2 separate regions of the Ovis aries genome follow, and region 1 is linked to region 2. A link is a contact called in public Hi-C data. All regions are on one chromosome and are shown on one strand. The core of a region is the stretch at or near the end of the contact, and the rest is flanking DNA. Distances in the headings are between cores, read along the strand shown.

Region 1 (5,828 bases), core at 273-2,772, 42 kb after region 2:
TTTTGCAGGCTAAAGAATACAGCCACCCAGGGATGGGCAAAAATCCTACACAGCCTTCCTTCCCAGGACTGTCTGAGGTCGTTGGTGCCTGGCCCTAGCCCTGCGACTGTGGAACACGAGGTTCTAGGGTCAACTCGGAATCACGCCTCGGAGGGAGGACCTAGGCTGAGTGCCCACAACAGAACCAGTCCTTCCCTGGGAGAGTCAGAGCATCCTTGAGACCGGGGAGGCCTGTCTGCCCGGGCACATCCCCTCCCCCGGGCACTCCCAGTGTACCAGGTCTGGGCACTCAGGAGGAAAGCAAATGAAGCAGTCTGGACCCTGCCGCTTGTTCAGATCCCTCCTGTCTGCAAAGCTCTAGTGAAACTGTCACCCAGCCCAAGGGAGGGGGCTAGCAGAGTTTTGATAAATCCTACTAAGACCGCACAGGATAAAAGCGTAGGGTGAGGATATGAATACAGATATAGTCCTAAGTTTCAACATCCATAGTGAGAAACTTTAGGCAGCAGGAAGGGTGGGAACCGCTGAGACCCCTGAGGTCTGCACAGGAAGAAATGGGTTGCAGCTGTAAAATGGGGGATTTCAGTTAGACTCGAAGAAGAACTCCTCAGTTGAGAACTGCTAAATATCTCTGGACTTTTGAGGTACAGCTCTCCATTTGGAAATGTCACTGGAGGTCTGGGGTAGATTGAGGAAAGGTGAAGAAAGGCCAAGCAAGGTGGGATTTGAGGGGGTCCTCAGTAATCCGATGTTTGGGTTGACATCCTTTTCAGGGCATAGAAGACAGTGTTTAAGGGTCTAATGGAGTGAGGGACAGGGGGTGTTCTGAGATCATCAGGCATGGGATCAAATCCTGGCTTTGTCACCTAGCAACCTGTGACTGTAAAGCATGATAGTGCCCACTTTTGAGAATTCTGATAAAGATCAAATGATGTACCAAACATCACGTTGCCTGGCCCAGTGCAAGCCCTTGATAAATATTAACTGCTACTATTAAGAAAGAAGCCCTGAGGTTTGGATCAGAAGTCCCCAGTGCTCTTGCTGGGCCTGCTTCTGCCCCACCCCTCCCCTGGTGACAAGGGCCAGGGCTGGTCCTGATCTGCTGCCCTCTGGCTGCTCTGCAGGCTGAGACAAGGGCCAGGGCACTGAGCCACCCCACTGATGGGGCCAAGGACCCCCCTTCCCACCTCCAGCCCCCCGCAGGCCCCCAGACCATGGGTCCGGCAGTTCTAGCCCTGTGCGACTTAACACCAGCTCCTCTGGAGCCCAGAGTCCTGATGGCCAGCCCCCGAGGCAGGGAGTTCCCACTGCCGGCCCCCGCAGCGAAGGTCCAGCCCCAGCCCCAGTCTCTGGAGAAACCACTTCCCCAGCGTCCTTGACCTCAGTACTCACAGTCTCCTGGGTGCCCTGCGAGTCTTCGGCAGACCCTTTTCTGCCTGGTCCCCAGCCCCCACCCAAAAGAAGCTGCCCGAGCTGCAGCAGGAAGTTTGGGCTCCCAGCCCGTCTCTGGGGAAGCGGCCTTTGGTTCTCGTCTGAGACGAGCCTCCATGCCCAAACATGGTCAAGTCTGAGCACACAGCCCCAGGACACAAACTCGAGAGGGCAGGTACCCAGCCCAGGGGCTGGCAGCTGTTACCCAGGCCCCTGCCCTGCAATTCCCAGAATCTACTGGGCAAAAGGTTTCAAACCACAGACAGCAAATCTGAGAAGCCAGGAAAGACCATCTCGGTATGTTTGGAGACATTTCTTCTTCACTTAATCTCTCTGGGCTGGCAGAGAAGTCTGGGATGGGAAATGAGTTTCTTTTTGCTGACGGAGGGGAGGGAGGAGGAGTGGAAGCTCTAAGGGGTGGGGCTCATCAGCAGCTGGAGGGGCTGGCATTTCCAACCCGCCCAGCAGCCAAAACCCTCAGCCTTTGACAACTGTGTACTGTGTGACCCCAGGCAGGTCACGATGCCTCTCTGAGCCTCTTGGGGTTTTTAAACCTTACTTTGTACAGAGTAGTGATAAGAGTTAGAAATGGTGGAGATTTGGGGCAGGAAAAGAGAAACTCACCTTTTAAAGACCAACCAAGGAGAAGCGGGCAGCAGTGAGAGCTTCACGGCTGTTTCCAGCTGGCCAGATCTAAGAAGAGCCTGCTTGGCCCAGTGACCTCCCGGTGGTCAAACTGTACAGTTTGGGCGCATGGGCAGAGATTTGTTCCCATCAATAGAAGAGACAAGTGAGAAATAACATTTGAAGGCAAAAACATAACTTCTCTCTACTCTTTCATCCTTAAAGTGGTTGTTGGAAGGATTAAAAAGCAGTGACAAAAATAAACACGAGCATAGGGCCTTCCCTAAGTATCAGGAATGATCCTAGCGTCTCTGCTCCTCAGTTTACTCAACGGTCAGTTGAAGAAACTGAATCTGAAGCTCAGAAGCCTTAAATTGCTCTTCCACAGTTGGCTGCTCTAAGTGCGGGCTGCATGGATGCATGCATGCGCGTGCGCGCTCAGTCGCATCCGACTCTCTGCAGCCCCGTGGACTGTAGCCCGCCAGGCTCCTCTGTCCATGGGATTCTCCAGGCAAGAATACTGGAGTGGGCTGCCATTTCCTATTCCAGAGGACCTCCCCGACTCAGGGACAGAACCCAGGTCTCTTGCACTGGCAGGCGGACTCTTCACCACTGAGCCACCTGGGGGTTCCCCAAGTGCAGGAGCCAGCGTCAAAGCAGGTCCTGCCAGATTACAGAGCTGGGGCTCTCTCTGCTGAGCCTGGCTCTCTCTCCTGAGCCTGGTGCTGCTTTAAGACCTGAAAGCTCACTTCTGTTGTGCAGACACTCGCCACTTGATATTTTAGAGCTCCTGGGGAGGTGGGCACAGCTCAGCCCTGCCAACTGTAAGAGTTCTGGACCCTCCTCACTTCTGCCTCTGTTGCTATGAGGCAACCAGCTTATCGGGCCATAAAACGAGAGCAGTGCTCAGGCCCCTAAACTCTCCCCAGCAGTGAGCTCCCTTCCCCCACCCCTTTTCGTAATTGAATCCTATTAACAGGAGAGTAAATCGTCTGTTTAACGGGCACCATAGCCAAGGGGGTGTCTAAAGGCCTCAGACCTTGCAGATGCAGCATTGGCGGTGAAGGACATGGCCAAGAATGAATCCCAGAGGGGTGATTTTCCAAGATGGTCCTGGCCCACGCAGGAGCCAGAAGATTCCTGCCTGTGATCTAGTGCAAAAATCCTTCTTTCTCCTTTCGGGGAGAGACCCTCAGTACAACAGACAGTCTTTTAAAAGTATGGCTAAAGGGCTACATGCTTGTAACTGACTAAAGGTATTAAGAGTTACACATTTGGACTTTATAAGCAAACAAGCCTTCTTCCCAAGTATTCTCCCCTTGGAAAATGGGAACAGACAGGGGCTGGTATATCTTTCTGCTGCATCGAAGCAAACTCTTGCCAAAATGCTTTGACATGCCTGTCTCTTGAGGGTATGCGGGTGGAAACCCTGCTCCCTGGCTGGCTGTGGGGTTCGTGTGGGGCAGATGATTGTAGGAGGAAGGAAGGAAACAACGATGTTACACTGATAAAGACTGGTGTTCTGCGTTGGCACAGAGGGTTAGAGATCACAAAACTGCTTGCCTGACTTCAAACTTCCAAAAACCCCATAACGTAATAAGCACTGCAGGCTCACAGTCATATTCAGGTAGAGCTCGTCCTACCCCTTTTATAGAGGGGAGGGTGGTTGTTGAGGTTCAGAGACGTTAAATATACTGCCCAAGGCAAGTGGTTGGCCTCTCTGAGCCTCAGTTGGTCCACCTCTAGAATGGAGATATGTATGGTGAGTCCCTCAGTGGTTTTTGAGGAATAAGAGATCATCTAAGCTGCCTGACGTGCAACGTGGCAGATTGCGTTTTCCCAGGACGGTACACCAACACACATCCCGTCCTGTGCACTCTGCTCTGAGCGTGCCACGAACACACCTCCATCAAGAGGGTGCTTCTTTGTCCTCCCCCCTTCAATCTGGCAGAGATTGTAACTGCCTTGCCAACAGAGTGTGCTGGAAGTGGCACTGTGATTCCCAAGATTAAGTGGTAAACAGGGGGGCGGGTTTCACTGGACGCTCTCTCTCGACACTCTTCTCGGTGAAGAAGCCAAGCGGCCACGCTTAGGAGTTCCAGCTGACAGCGCAACTCATTTCTCGGCCAACGGACAGCACCTCCCAAATGTGTGTGTGCAGGAGCCTGCAGACGACTCCAGGCCCCAGACTTCAAGTCCCCCAGCTGAGGCCTCGGACATCACCCACCCCTCCTGTACCCTCTAGGAATTCTCCATCCACAAAATACATGAACACATTAAATGGTTGCTTTATGCCCCTGTGTTTTGAGAAGATTTGTAATGCAGCCATAATAACTGGAACAAGCTGGGAGTGACTTAGAAAGGGAACTGTTATTGTTGCTGGTGATGGTGGTATTGCAGAACCGAGAATTAAGCAGACTGAGACTGTTGTGTGGCGTTCCTCTGTGAACTCCTCTATGAAGTTACTCACTGCCGCACAAAAAGAGCAGAAGGGCAGCAGCATAGGAGAGCATTTCCACTCATCAGGCATCCACTATGTGCCAGGACAGAGCCACATTCGTATGCAAATATACGCACACACGCATATACACACACATACATGCACAAACACACATGCACACACATTCACATTCAGGCAGGAATTCTGGAGAGGGCGGCCTTTCCCTCCTGCAGGGGACCTTCCCAACCCAGGGGTCGAACCCAGGTCTCCCACACTGCAGGCGGATTCTCCAGTCTGATCCACCTGGGAAGCCCCATGTGCAAACACATTCCTGTATATCTACACACATAAACATACATACGTATATATGCACGTGTGCAGGGCCTTCCCTGGTGGCTCAGACAGCAAAGAATCTGCCTGCAATGTAGGAGACCTCGGTTTGATTCCTGGGTCAGGAAGAGCCCCTGGAGAAGGAAGTGGCAACCCATTCCAGTATTCCTGCCTGAGAAATCCCATGGACAGAGGAGCCTGGCGCGTCACAAGAAGCTGGATACAACTGAGCGACTAGGATGCACACGTGCAACTGTGTGCTCATACGTGTGCACATACGCACATGTCCATATGCACACACACGCATACATAGGCATACAGGAACACACATATGCATACAGACAGGCACACACGCGCATGCGTATACGTTTACACCTGTACGCATATACATAGGCGCGCGCACACACACACTCCTCTGGGCAATGCTCACAGGAGGCCTTCTCATCTCGCTTGCCCAAGGGCACTCCCCCAGCACGTGAGGTGATGCCGCGGGATGTACGCCTGGCTCCACAACCCGGCCTTGGCCCCACAGCTCCCCCGGATGTGCACCTGGCTCCACAACCCGGCCTTGGCCCCACAGCTCCCCCAGGCTCCCTCGAGGACCAGCGTTTTTCATGACGTCTGCTTCAGGGCTTTACAGACCCCTTCTCCCCCATCTGTAGCCCTGTCTGGATTGTGCATCCGCTCACGTATTCAAACCCTGGTGGATCAATGTCTGTTCTCTGCCGCCACTTGGAATAATAAGCCCCATAAATCAAACTGGCAGCCCGTGTCCTGAGCCCCTGCTGAGGGTGTGTCACTGGCTGAGTGCTACGGAGGAGGGTGTGAGTGACTCTCAGCCCTGGCTGAGCCTCTGGCTCACAAATATTTGAGGACCTGCTGCGCAGAGGTTCTGGATCTGACACTGTGCTGAGGTGGTCAGACTGAGCCCCTCCCCGGTGGGGGAGCAAGGGAGGGTTTTAGCACTGCGAAAAATCACCACAGAAAAGAAAAAGTGATATAT
Region 2 (5,679 bases), core at 2,796-5,295:
CGGAGATGTTGGAGGGAGGAGAAGAGGTGGGGGATGGGGAGAGGGAGGGCGGGGTGTTCCCAGACACCTGGGCCTCTGAGCGCCTGTGGACCCTGAGCTAGGCCGGCTTAGGGCCTGCTTGGTTTCATGGGTGCCCTGATCCTGTTCCACATCAAATCTATCAGAATTTGCAACTCAATCTTTTCTCCTAATTTTCACTTTTAAAAATTTTGACAAGTCCCGGGTGTGTAGCCAAGGCATGCACGGGAAGCTTAGGGAGACAGGGGAAGTGTGCCTCGTGGCCACAGGCGACTGAAAGGTGAGTTCAGATGTCTCCCTGAACATCCCTCGGCTGTTCCCAATCCCCGGGGCCAGCCTCCATCCCCCCCTCTCCTAAGCCTTCTTCAGCTCTCTCCCACCCCCAGTTCAGATCTCTTCAGGGACCTGAACCTCCACAAAGGCAATCCCTTCCCTGAGAGGAATGTGGGTGCCAGCTGAGAGCATAATAGCTTCCTTCTCTCCTCTTCTTGTGTCTGTCTCTGCACTTCCTGTCCGTGTGTAAGGGACAGGAAAGAGTGAGGGCCGATACTACTTCAGGGAGGGGTGTGTGGAGGCCACAGGGAGGGGTGTTTGGAGGCCACAGAGAGGGGCTCCTAGGCGGCACAGAGCTCCATCCCCATAAGCGGAGGGGTCTCAGCTCCTCAAGTCAGGAAATCCAACTTAATTAGGCTTTTTCTCATCTAATACAGGTTTGTCCTGAGATGACCTAGCTTATTGACACGTTAGGGGAGGCAGGACCTGTACACTTTCCAACTCAGGCCGAAGCCACAGAAGTAAAAGGGCCCTAGAAATGCCTCCAGACCCATTGTGTCTGGGCCTTTGTCCTCCTGCTCTGGAATCTCTGAAGCCCAGGGACGCCCAGCTCTCAGACGCTTGGCCAGAGTCAAGGGATGTGAATGGAGCTTGTAAGTTAGGCAGTGGGACTCACCGTCATTCCAGATTCCAGAGCACTCCCCGAGGAATCAGAACATCCTGGAAGAGCAGCCACAGCTTCTGGGATTTTCACCTGTACAGTGGCCAACATCAAAACAACAGCAACGGCACCTGTGAATACTAATAACTGCCCTTATTTGAGTGCTTATTATGTGCCAGGTCCTTATACACACTTTTCCACTGAATACGGTAATCATAGGCTATAGGGAGCCTCATTTTACAGAGTGAGGAATGGAAGAACTGAGGCTTAAGAGCTTCCCTTTGTCGAAAGGTGATACAGCTAGGAGGCCCATCGCCTGATCCTACTCCGTATTCTCAATTTAGAAATGAACCGCTCAGGTGTTTTATTTACTCCTCACCTGGATGTTGCCAGTCTGGAAGCTACTTTACAGCCGTGTCGCAGACAAGGGAGGGGGCTGAGATAAGCGACACGCCCCCCTCTGCTTTGCTCACTAGGAGGCGAGGGCGATGGCACACTAGAAGGTGTGGGCATTCTGCAGTGGAAAGGCCCCCTGGGGGAGAGGGGTGGGGCTGTGCTAACGGAGCGAGCCTCTCCCTCCCCGCTTTGGGCAAGCATATGTGCTAGGTGGGGAGAAACAACACGAACCTCGCCCAGAAGACTTCACAACCCCTTTGGCATGCCATTGCTTCCTGCCTTTCCGGGAACATGCCAGCTTGGCACTGAGCTTGAATTCCTCTAGGAGTTGAGTTGCTTTCACCATTTGAGGCACTGGGCACAGGGACAAGGGTGGTTTTCTGGGATCTGCAGTGAGCGTCACCAGAGTTTGGGAAACAGCCCCTACTCAGCACCCCACCGATGCGCACGCCCCACTGCCTGCCGCTCCCAGGGATCCTGCCAGCCCCACTGGGCACAGATGTAATTGCCAATATGAAGATGAATCTTTCAAGAGACTCATTTACTGGTAAATGCCTCCCTTCTCCGTTCCCCCCATCACTGCCTCTGGATGGGCTCTAGAAGGACGGTTCTGACTTGCTGCTTGGCTCCGGCCACGTGGCCTTTCTGCCTGTTTCCTTGGTGGGTGGCCTGAAGTTAGAAGGAGCCTGGGTGCCTGGCCTGGCTGTGGTCTTGCCAGGGTCAACGCCTCTACTCTCCATGAGTGGATCTGAGGGGACAGGACTGTGAGTGGTGCAGGAGAGGGAGCAGTCACAGAGGCAAAGGGCACTGGCCACCCACGACTCATTACCTCTTTACTATTTCTGACGCCCTCCTCGGTGCCGTAGAAGATTTGGGTCATTTGTGACAATATATGGAGTAAAATATATCAAGTGACCCAAAATCTGACAGTGTAGAATTTGGGTTAAAGACACAGGCTCTGCACTCTCACTGAAGGAAGAGAAAGTGTTAGTCACTTAGTCCTGTCTGACTCTCTGCCACCCTACGGACTGTAGCCCCCAGGGCTCCTTGGTCCATGGAATTCTGCAGGCAAGAATAGTGGAGTGTTGCCATTCTCTTCCCCAGGGGATCTTCCTGACCCAGGGATTGAATCCGGGTCTCCTTCGTTGCAGGCAGTCTCTTCACCATCTGAGCCCTTGTTCTTGTCTGTCTGTGCAGGACCCAGGAGTGACCAAGACTATTGTGATTTCAGCACTGAAAGTACCTGCGTTCCCGGAAGTCCCTCAGTTCTCTGAAACCAAGACAGTTAGTTGCCCCCTCCTGTTTAACGCCAGAATCAATTCCGATTATGTCCAGTTTAAAGATAAGGAAAACAGAGGCTCAGGGAGTTGGAATAATTGGCTAAGTGCACACAGCTAATGAGTGATTATGGTGAGTTCAAGTCCATGGGCTCCAAACCCGTGTTATCCGTGGGTGCTCTAAACTAGGCAAGATCCCTACCAGACCAAAATTTCCAGCATGTTCAGAAGAGCGTGGCAGCTAGAGAACCCCAAGGAGAGGGAGCTTGTTTCTGTGACCAGTGAGGACGTGGGGATTCTTCCTTGGCACTGTGGATGGAGCAGAGAGAACAGACCTGGCCCTGTGTGTGAGAGCTTGCAGGCTGGTGGGATAGACACCAGGGGGACGCATATATATCACAGAGGTGGGAAAGGGCAAGTGCCCTGAAGGAAGCTATAACCTGCCACCACCGAGTAAAAGAATCAGTGGTGGGAGGGGCGCTTTCCCAGTAAAGTTGTTGGAGGGACCTCTGTGCAGAGATGACATGTGAGCAAGACACGTGAAGCAGGCGAGAACGATTTTGTGTGAGTACAGTGTTCCAGGCCGAAGAAGCACAGCGCAAGCACTCTGAGTCTGAAACATACTTGGCCTGTGTAAGGAATAGCCAGGAGCCAGTGGAGCTGGAAAGGAGTGAGAGAGGGAGAGGCTGCTGAGACCTTCACCCTGGACCTTGCAAGGAGGCTGCAGGAGGGTTTAGGGTGGAAGAAAGACGCGACTCGGGGCTAGAGGTGACAGAGATCACCGCGCCCACCACCCCAGCCTCGCAGCCGCAGCAGCAGTGTCTCCACAGTTCCCGGGACTGTGGCCCCTCTGGCCAGATGGCTCATCAGGGCCATCGAAGTGGGGGAGCCCCCCACCCTCCCCCTATGTCTCTGGCCGGGTAGCTCAGCTGCTCGGGTCCGTCTTCCCAAGTCTCAGCGTCACTTCAGGGTTGGAGTCCTTCTGTTAGATCACTGAAGTTCTCAGCACTGCCCAGAACTGTACTGGGACGAGAGGGAGCATGGAGTTTATCCACTGTGCATGTCGGGTATCGGGTGGAAAAGCACACAAGAGAGCCACTCTCCCTGTTCTCTGAGCCGCTTACATGCAGGGAGAGAGGCTGTCATTAAATAAATAGACACACGACTCCACATCTATATGCGAATCAATACAGTCGTGCGTCCTAGGAGAGATGAGCTTGGAGAGATAAATAGTGGTGGAATCGCCCAGAGCCTTGAAAGCACTGCTGAACAGTGTGGGTGTGATTCTGAAGGCAATGGGAAGTCATCAGCGGAATGTAAATGAGGGGCTGACTAAGCAGATTCACTGGGAGAAATGGGCCACTTGGAGAGATACTAAGGAAGCAGAAGTGACATGAACTGGCGACAGCTTAGATGGAGCTGGAACTGGCCCGGAAAGAGGGGAAGCTTGAGTAGTGTCCCCCGCAAACTGCGTGTCCACCAGGAACCTCAGGATGTGAACTTATTTGGAAATAGGGTCTTTGCAGATGTAATTAGTTAATTCACGCTGGAGTCATATGCCTTGGGACTATTGACCAGTGACACTTGTCCTTATAAGAAGAGAAAGCAGAGACACAGACACAGATCAAGGCCAAGTTGAGGGGGATGTGTCTACAAGCCAAGGGCTGGTGGGGAACGTCGGCCGTCAGGAAGCTGGGAGGAGGCAAGGAGCCTCAGGAAGGAGCAGTCCTGCCAATAATACAGAGGGGAAGGAGGGTGGGGAGAAACCAACGATGATTCCCGCCCTTGTGACTTCCGTGTCCTGGGAGGCTGTGATGTGGTTTGCTGAGCTAAAGAATATGGGAAAAGCCATCTGGATTATTTGCAAAAAATAAGATCCAGCGGATCCAGGAAATCAGAGTAAAGAATAATCCAGAATCTGCTGCTTCTAGGACTTGGAACCCCAGCCCCCAAGTCTGCACTTTGTGGAGCTGTGTCCTGCTTTCCTGGGCTCTGGGAGGCAGAGGGGAAGCAACAGTGAGACTGACGAGCCTGACTTGCGTGGCTATCCGTGGTCAGTCTGGGACAGCCAGGCCACACCTGGGATCTTCAGGATCTAACTGAAGCTAGCTCTTCTGTTTCCGTGATCACACTCGACAGGGGCCCCAAGTCCAGCTGAGCATAGTGAGCAAGGGTGGAGGAGACAGGGGAAGACAGCACTGGGCAGGATGTGTCAACGGGGTAGCAAAGGGGTAGCATTTAGTGGCAACAGATGGAGAAGGGGCAGCTTCAAGGATGCCCTTGGTCTCTTCCCATCTTTTCCCTAGAAGCCCCTGCAGCTGCCCACTGCCCTTCTCACCAGTTCCGCTGGCAAAACCATGGTTCCTCCAGTCCCCCTCTAGGCCCTGCAGACCTGCTAACACAAGAGACAAATGAGTCTGAGAGACTTCCAGCCAACAACACTGAGGAATTTCCATCAGCTCTTAGGCATTTGCTCATGATGAAAATGGGGAGAGGACAGGAGTCCCACTGAGAACGTGCAGCAACACTCTGAAGACCACACTTGAGCAGAATGGGCTTTTCTGAGCCTTGGAGGAAAGAAAAAGTTGATTTAATTCTAAGGAAATCGCCCCTTTTCCCCACCTGTGTAAGCCTGTATTTAAATGCTAATATTTTTGGCCTGCTGGGATGCTACATTTATTTTCTTCCTAAGCAGGAAGAAAAATAATTTATTTATGAGAATTCTAGCTCCTACCCTCTCTCCTGAGTTCCTCACTTTCATTTCCATCAACGAGCTTGACGTTTCTCTCCCCAAAACAAACAGACTCTGTAACCATTTCATTTCCCAAAACTCATCCTTTTTGTACATTTCCTGCTTCTGTTTCTAGAAATACATGTGGCTTTTGACTCCCTCCCATTCCCCAGACTCCAGTCAGTCACTAGTTCCATTGGCTCCACCTCCTCCCCTGGGATGAGCCATCAAGTCTGCCTGAGACTCTACTTCCTCATCTGTAAAATGGGCATAATAAATCACACTACCAACATCATAAATTTGTGACAAAACCCAGCTAATAC

The links. A called contact is a pair of places that touch in the nucleus more often than the background predicts.
Region 1: a Hi-C map of blood shows a contact between it and region 2, with 2.5 times the contacts expected there. The contact joins the promoter of KCNMB1 here to the enhancer-like site in region 2. A contact is called at or near these places in 6 of 16 Hi-C or Micro-C datasets (blood, hypothalamus, mesenteric adipose tissue and 2 more).

The regions. Positions count from the first base shown.
Region 1 is chr16:2,458,282-2,464,109 of ARS-UI_Ramb_v3.0, forward strand. It overlaps KCNMB1 (potassium calcium-activated channel subfamily M regulatory beta subunit 1), which reads right to left and starts at 1,523. Exons shown (of 4, transcript XM_004016863.5): 1 at 1,393-1,523. All of the region lies in intron 1 of KCNIP1 (potassium voltage-gated channel interacting protein 1), which reads left to right. LOC106991656 (a long non-coding RNA gene) reads left to right here and starts at 1,571. Exons shown (of 3, transcript XR_001435857.3): 1 at 1,571-1,728.
Region 2 is chr16:2,414,071-2,419,749 of ARS-UI_Ramb_v3.0, forward strand. No RefSeq gene overlaps it. Among named protein-coding and RNA genes, the nearest start is that of KCNIP1, 8.3 kb to the right of the region's middle. Within about 2 kb of position 4,046, at least 1 of the 54 cell types and tissues checked has an H3K27ac peak or open chromatin away from gene starts, as enhancers often do.